Regions from separate parts of the Mus musculus genome. Here region 2 is linked to region 1. The links are chromatin contacts, called in public Hi-C maps. All regions are on one chromosome and are shown on one strand. Each heading gives the region's core, a stretch centred on a gene start, on an enhancer-like site or on the middle of the called end of the contact. The rest is flanking DNA. Distances are from core to core; before and after follow the strand shown.

What was found. A called contact is a pair of places that touch in the nucleus more often than the background predicts.
Region 2: a Hi-C map of the 63-12 cell line shows a contact between it and region 1, with 2.0 times the contacts expected there. The contact joins two enhancer-like sites. A contact is called at or near these places in 2 of 15 datasets of contacts at CTCF or cohesin (large pre-B cells and pro-B cells), 10 of 484 Hi-C or Micro-C datasets (the 63-12 cell line, cerebellar granule neurons, cerebellum and 4 more) and 16 of 115 datasets of contacts at active chromatin or transcription factors (the 230-238 cell line, the SCID.adh cell line, VIP interneurons and 11 more).

The regions. Positions count from the first base shown.
Region 1 is chr1:137,569,854-137,573,996 of GRCm38.p6, forward strand. No RefSeq gene overlaps it. Among named protein-coding and RNA genes, the nearest start is that of Gm34306, 200 kb to the right of the region's middle. Within about 2 kb of position 1,523, at least 10 of the 459 cell types and tissues checked have an H3K27ac peak or open chromatin away from gene starts, as enhancers often do. A contact at or near this core is called in the 63-12 cell line, where this site is marked.
Region 2 is chr1:137,904,486-137,908,348 of GRCm38.p6, forward strand. It overlaps Gm4258 (a long non-coding RNA gene), which reads left to right. Exons shown (of 3, transcript XR_003948014.1): 2 at 1-3,863. Among named protein-coding and RNA genes, the nearest start is that of Gm4258, 8.0 kb to the left of the region's middle. Within about 2 kb of position 1,741, at least 21 of the 459 cell types and tissues checked have an H3K27ac peak or open chromatin away from gene starts, as enhancers often do. A contact at or near this core is called in the 63-12 cell line, where this site is marked.

The sequences.
Region 1 (4,143 bases), core at 273-2,772:
TGCTTGACTTAAAAATGAAACGTTGCCGCCATCCATCTGTGACACTTCTTAGTTGTGTCATTCATGAAATAAAACCATGTTTATCATAAATAATAGACTTGGTGGTATAAATACAACCCGGATTATGCCATGAATTACGTGTTGAAACTGGTAATATGCTAGTTCATAGTGTGTAAGAACACTGACAGGCATTTGATTAGAAAAAAAAAAAGAAAGTACTATAAAAGATTATTAAGCATCGAGGTAGGTGTTATTCACTATCAGACCAGGAAATTCGATTTCAGCATGTCTCTTTACGGCAGAGTGTTCCATTTGTTTCACGGCTGCTTTGTGTATGAGTGCTGAGTTTCTCTCCCACAGGGGAAATGCATTTTCTTGAAGAAAATGTAAACTCCAGTATTGTGAATTCTAAAGCAGTAAAATGTGAGCAAAATCTTATGCAGAGAAATTAGGTAAAAAAATATTTCAATCCAACAATTATTTGTACAGTTGTGAGATGTGAAAGGATTTTTTAACCATGTGGAAATCATTAATAAATCAACATCATACTCTACAGACGTCTAACAGACTGAAACCAGCTATAAAGTCCAAGTGTTTAGAAATCTGTATTCATTTTAGCATATGCTAAAGGAGAAATCTGGCTTTCATACACAAAACTATGTCTGTTTATTGATATGAAAGCAACCAATGGCCTATGGAATGAATCTAAAAGCAAGCTTTCTGTGTAATGTCTTCCATTTTGTGCATTTGTATTAGCAGATAAGAAAATGCACTCCATATTTCTGGGTAGAGCAAACTCCATAACATCATCCCTGTGGCGTAACGAAGCATTTAGCTTTTAGCTCTGAGATTTAAGTACTTATAGATGTAGGCACTTGGCTACATGATATTGCTGTCTAAAATTCACTGTATGTGGCAGATTATGAATACTTTTCAAGGGTTTCTTAAATTCTTAATACTCTACCAATATTCAAAGTGATTATTTATTGGAGCTTATGCTTATACAAACAAGGCATGGCAAAGTGGTGTGCTTCACTTAGTCTCACAATAATAAGTCAACTCATATTAGACTCACAACTGAGGTAATACACTCAGTGAGCATGGCTTTACACAAGGACATGTAGTGGAGAGCCTAAGGTAAAGTAAAAATAATAAAGAATTCTTATCGATGTTTATGTTGGTATATAGTCTTCTGTCATCACTGACTTGGTGATTATTATTTCTATAATAAATTCAGTTGCTTTTTGGACAACACCATTGGCAAATACAGATTCTGTGATGTTTCCACTTTCTAATATCTTCTTAGAAGTTGAAAACTTTCCCCTTCTCTAGTAATTTTTAGCTTCTTTTTTCCATTTGCTTGTTATTACCATTTGGCTTTTTGTTTTTACTTTTTTTTTTTTTTTTTAACGTTTTAACTGAAAGAGATGCCAAGCAAAGATGTCTTTTCAGGACAGAGAGGTGGAGTGCCAGTGAGCCTTTCCAGCAACCCTGCCTGGTGGTTGCCTGCCAGCTGCTGGAGGAAGAGAAGGTCAGACCTTTTCTGGCACTGCACAGTCATGTGACTCATCCCCCTGAAGACATTTAGCAGTGTTGTGGGGAGTTTGTTTCAACATATAGACTATTGGATCTGAAAGTGCCCGAGAACTCAAAAATGAAGTAATGTCACTAAGAAAGCCAACTGAGTATTTTCTGGACAGTAGAATGAATTTGATATAGGTTTATATAGGCAGCAATGAATGAATGATTCGGTTGTGTGGACCCTAAGCTAGTACTTTGTTTATTTTTTCTTAGTTCTCATCTGCTGTTTAGTTATGTCTTAGAAACAACATATCTCAGGTCATAAACCAAATCTTTGAAGGCTGTTGCTTTGAAGAGAAGTATCATAGGAGACCAGCAAGGGGGAAAGGTCACAAGACATCTGAGGAAGCCACAGGGAGGGGCCAAGCAGCATCTTCTATGCATGTGTTTTGATGGACCTTTGAACGTGTTGCTTAATCTTCCATGTCTTATTTTTTTCCCCATTCATAAAAATGACAATAATTATACTTGCCACCTGTCTACCTCATGGGAGCAAGGGAGGACTAATGAAATGTCTGTTAAGGGCTTTGAACTTTCCAGTATAAAGCTTTTATGACCCTATAAAGTACAATGTAGCATCCCGAGCTTGTATTTTTCCTGGCACTGGCCTTAGTCTCTCAAGTCCTTTGTAACCTATTGGCTACTACTCCTCCCAGGACAGCCTCCCTTTTGGTCTTTGATGGAGCTGAATTGGGAAGTGCCAGGCTGCTGCTGTTTTTCTCTCCAGTCTTAGGAGACTTTTTTCCATCTTGGAGAGAATATCTGAAAATCGTGTTCCTGTTGCTTGCTTTGCTGTGCATTTTAGATTGCTTTGCAGGCATGGAAGCGTGGGTCAACAAGAATCAATATGGGAAGCTTCAGAGCCAACATTCCCAGATGACACATTAATAGCAGGAATATATTGTTTCACAGCCCACTTGGAATCCTACAAAATGTCTCCAACTATTGTAAAAGAGACGCTGGCCCTGCCAAGTTGCAATTTTGTAACTTCTAAATGTTTTTTAAGTGTTTATACTGTATCACCGTCTCTGTCAGTTTTAACTTCTTAATTTTCCTTGAAAGTGAAGCCAAAAATTATTTCTTCTCTGTTGAAATCAAAGCCTGAGTCTCCAATGTAGCTACCCTTTTCCCGTTTGATGGAGGGGCTTTTAAATGTCCTTGATCTGGGTTCTCTGACACTGCAAGTTAAGGAAACTGTAAGGATCCAGAGATGAGTCAATGCTGAGCTTATGGGCAGATCACAGTAGGGGGTTACTCCAATTTACTGCTGAAGTGATAAAACAGTTCAAAGAAACCTTAAGAATTCTTGTGGTTCCTCCATCTCCAGCCTTTGATTTTTTTCTCTCTTTCAGTTAAAGGGCTCTAAATTTGGAGGAGAAATAATTGAAGCAGAAAAAATGTAACCTTTTCTCTCCCCAGAACTGTCTTGGTTGGTAGGAATAATCAATTAAGTAATCCCATAAGGCAATTGAGTGTTTTTTGATATATCAAGTCAACATTGGTGCATTCAAAAGAAGTGTGGGATTTAGTTTGCGTCCTTTACGAGGTTTTATTATTGTTTGTCAGGATGGAATAGTCCAACATACCCATCATTACTCACAAGAAACTACTCACACTACTGCTTTAGGGCAGTAAGAAAGCCCCCTGACCCCCCCCCCCCACACACACACACCGACTTCCTTTTTTGGGGTCACTAACCACTAAGTTCTCCCCCTTGTCCTTGATTCTTGTTCAGCTTAAGACATAGAGTCCATGAACTATAAATTCTTTGGGTAGAAACTCAGGATTTATACTGTCATCTTTCATTTACTTTCCCCTGGAAAGAATCTCTGATCTTCAGAAGAAGAAGAAAAAAAATTCTCCTTCCGGTGTGAATGACCTGACTGTATTACAGGAATTCTACAAGTTACTCTCCCTGAGTCAAATTTAGGGAAAAGAGGGGTCAAGAAAGCATTGGAAATGTAATTGAGGAAAATACGTAATAAAAAATATTAAAAAAAAAGAAAATACACTAAAAAAAAAAGAGGGATCAAGAAAATTATTTTCACTACATAATTCATTTTATCAATAATCATCTGTTTCATCCTAATGTATTTATTTGGTCTTCATTTTCTTCCTGGTTACCAAATCATTTTAATGAATGCTAATAATAAAGAGCATATGTATTTAAATTGGACAAAATGTAAACAACATGGCTAGAGAAATTCCACGAAGTTACTCAGATGCATTTGCTATTCTCCTTAGTTCACTACTAACGTATCAAAGGCATTTTATTCGGGAACAGAAGACCCTTCAGCTAATCAAAACCATACACTCCGGAGAGTATGTTCAAGGCCAGCCTATACTACGGAGACCCTGTGTCAAATGCAAACAGAAATCAAGGGTGGGGACTCAGGAAATGCAGTTCAATGATATAGTGTTTTCTTAACATGTACAGTGCCCTAGGATTTATTCCCAGCATTGCAATGATAGCAAAGTAAAATATATAATTTGTGCATGTGATATATAATACCAGACTGCACAGCCTTTATTCTTTCCAAAGCAGATGTAAGCAGAATGATA
Region 2 (3,863 bases), core at 491-2,990, 330 kb after region 1:
ACTGGAAAATCCTATAGAGGCTTTATAGCAGTGCAGGCCCTGGATTCAAGGTTATACTCATTATTTGGGATGGGGGACAGCCTAGTATGTAACAAATATATTGACAAATATAGAGATTGACAAATAAAGAGATGCTTTGTCATGAGCTACGTTCATGCAAATGTTTGAAAATTTATACATCTTAGGAATGGTAACGTTCATTAGGATTTTTGTGTCAAAATTATACAAATATCAAGATGGACTGCTAGAATTTACAGTTCTGAAAGTTGTGGTCTAAGCCACTAGTACATGAAGTCAATTTTTTACAAACTTTGGGAAAATTAAAGTTCGGATAGCTTACTGTAACTCTCTGTGAGTCAAACTTGTACTTCCATACATGAGACCGAGGACTGTCATCATGTCTTTAAGCATGTGAGCTATTCTCATATTAAATATTTTTCTTATTGACTTAAAATTGGAAAAGCCAATTACAAATATGAGTTCACTGCTCCAATTTGCCCAATTCTGCCTTACCCTGTGTGACTATGTTTAAAATCTTACGAGATCAAAACTATGACCTAACAATAGAAATGAGAGTAAAGTGCCATCTAATGTTTTACTTTATAACTAGCTACAGCTTATCTTTACCATCAGAACCACGGAGTTGATTTAATCATGAATCAGAGCCAGGCTATAGAAAATAATGGAGAATGGGATCACGGGGATTATTAAATTAAATTGGGATTGAAATTCTTCATCATTCATACTAAATAATCAAGAAACAGTTTTAAATAAGGGTGATAGTTCTCAGCTACTTCTATTTTCCTCTTTTCTGTAGTACCATTGGCTACTAAGCAGGTCTTGATTCTGTGAGGGTCAAGGCCGATTAAAAGTATTTAATGCAACAATAACGCCACATCTCATTAAGCTAAGTGAGTGTTAGTAGTTTTCATTTTTGCAAGTTTGTGGTTGAGATTCCCATTCTGATTTTGCTTCATGAATCCTAATTTTCATTTTGGTTAAAAAAAAAAAAGTCCAGGAAAAATTATGGACAGTTACGGAATCTTTGCAGCTGTACAAAATGTCTGCCCTCACGGTGTCCCTTTCCTGTCCTGTGAAACGTAGCAATGACTCTGTGATTGAGATCCAGTGGAAACCCAGGTCCCCCTTCAGCTCTCCCTGGACACTGTTTGTACTGGTTTTCTTGCTTAGGAGCCTTCTCCAGCTTAATCTTTCCTGTACAGTAGACGCCTCCCATCCAGTATGCTGTGCACCCAGCCATTAGTGCTCACTGACAGTTAGCCTCATCTTTCATTGAGAGGCTTATGGATCATACCCATACCAGTCCGCTCTTGTGTTTTCTAATTTTATATCCTTAGCTGTAAAGGAAGTGGTGCTATACGAATAGATGGGAGGATAAATATAGGGGCTCATGCAGATGTCTCTGGCATTCTGAAAATCTGCAATGTCGTAAATAACAAGCCACTGAATTTGCCTCAGCTTCTCTCACATCTAGCTCCTGCAGTGAGCCCACCTCCAAATGGAAGGCTTCTCTCAGTTACTAAGCTCAAGGTGGATGCCCAGTTTATTCTGTGTTCTCCCTTTGACCAACTATATTTCCTGGAGGAAAAGCATTGTTTAAAAGAAAATAAAGGTTAAAGGAGAGATAATAAAGCATGCAGCCATGAGATTAAGCCAATAAAATTATCAGGACAGACTGTGTCACCTAACCTGAAGTTAGAAGAGTCTCCAAATTTAGACATTTTCAGCACTCATATGCACATATAGAAACTCATATGCAAATTTAACTTCTTTGTGATAGTAAGTGGAAGAAAGGCAATTCCTTTTAAGGTTTTGTTTTTTTGTTTTTGTTTTTTCAAAATAAAGTTACATTTTTTTATATTTCTTATTTTTTATTAGATATTTTGTTTATTTACATTTCAATGCTATCCCCCTTTCTAGTTTCCCCTCTGAAAATCCCCTATCCCCTCCCCCTGCTCCCCAACCCACCCACTCCCACTTCCTGGCCCTGGCATTTCCCTATACTGGGCATAGAACCTTCATAGGACCAAGGGCTTCTCTCATTGATGACCTACTAGGCCATCCTCTAAGTGTCCATTTAAGTCTACCACAGTGGACTATGCATGAAAGACACACTTTTTTGCTGACTGTGAAGTTTGATCGTCTTGATCCATTAGTCATTCATCAGAATGTTATTCAAAACGTCTTAGGCAAATAGGAATCCCTCAGCCAGCACTCTGCCTTGGAAACACTCAAGGCACCTCTTGTCCTGGAAAGGGTTACAGATGTAAGCTAACGTGGCATTCATTGGTTAATAGGGGGATGCAAAGGGTTAAATTTTTAAATCTTTGCAAAGGGGTGGGGGGAGTCTCTAGAAGATAAAAACAAAAAACCAACCAACCAACCAAACAAACAAACAAACAAACAAACAAAACCCTAAACTAAAACCCGAGGCTAAGCTGCCAGTGATTTGGTGGTATTTATGGATTATACTCCATGTTGAAAAGAGAAAAATCAGATGTAAGATGACGCTGCAGGGGGCGTCTGGACTTTTCACTAAGTCTGAAGTCTGTTTAGTCGATGCTTATTAAGGCTTGGCTTTGACCTTTGCCCCCTTCACTCCTCTTTGTTCCAGGTGCAACATTTGTGCAAGTGCTTGAACATTATGGGTCACTCTGAGCAAACTTCCAGTCCTGAATGAGCAAAATATGCTGAATGTTAAAAAATACACAGTCGTTATGGGAACATTTTCCAAAGCTCTATAAACTTAGACACACTTCCTTTGTAGTTTATAAGCAGTGAGTATGGCCGTTCTTTAAGGTATAACTGAATCTAAAACACATTACTACAACCTGAATCTAAAACACATTACTACAGTATAATTGTAATATGTTTGTGAGGATATCTAAAATAGCTATTTCTACCCAAACCACATCTCTTGGTAGGAAGTATAGATATTTTTGTTTAGGTATTTCTTTGAAACATATACATGCTCTAAACATACTTTTACATTGCCTACTCTTAAAAGATTAATTTTATTTTATAACATGGAACTAAAGGATATATATATATATATATATATATATATATATATATATATATATATATCCCAAACAATAGCATTTTGGAAAACTTTTAGCTATGAGAGTTTTATAAATTATAGTTATGTGCTTATGTCATATTTGATAAGTGTCGATAATTTAAGAGAAACAGACAGATTTACGCGTCTAAAATCTAATGATTAATTGCCTGGATGAAACATGAGATGGCTCCAAACTCAAACATAAAACAAAGAAAGTTAGGTAGGTATTAAAAACTATATTTAAAAGATTTAGAATGTATTTTATTTTTTTGAAAAAAACAGTCTTTACTTAGCAGGCAGCATTCTACATGATCTAAGTTCACTTACTTTAAATGTATTTTTGAAGTTTAAACAAAATTAAATCTCTAATTTTTGACTAAAAACGACTTTAAAATTTCATTGGTGTAGTCATATACAAATCTTCCTTATGGCTAGAAAAATATAGAGCAGACTTCATTTTAATTTTAAACTATTTCAAACTACACAGGAAATTCATGGCAAAATAATATTTAGATTTATGTTCCTACTTCAAAGATTTACAAATTTTAGTATGTTGTTTTATTTATTCCAAACAATTAAGGGGGGAAACACACAGATTTTCCTCTGACTGCAGAATAGAGTCCTGTCCTCTAGTTGGTTGCACATCTTTCATATCTGCATTATCATAGTTTAGTCCATTATATGTCAGAAGCTGTTAAAAAATGAGACATCACATGTAAAATTCCTAGTTAGCCCACTTAAAATTCATCTTAAAATCAAAGAGGGGGGAATGATTGCGATG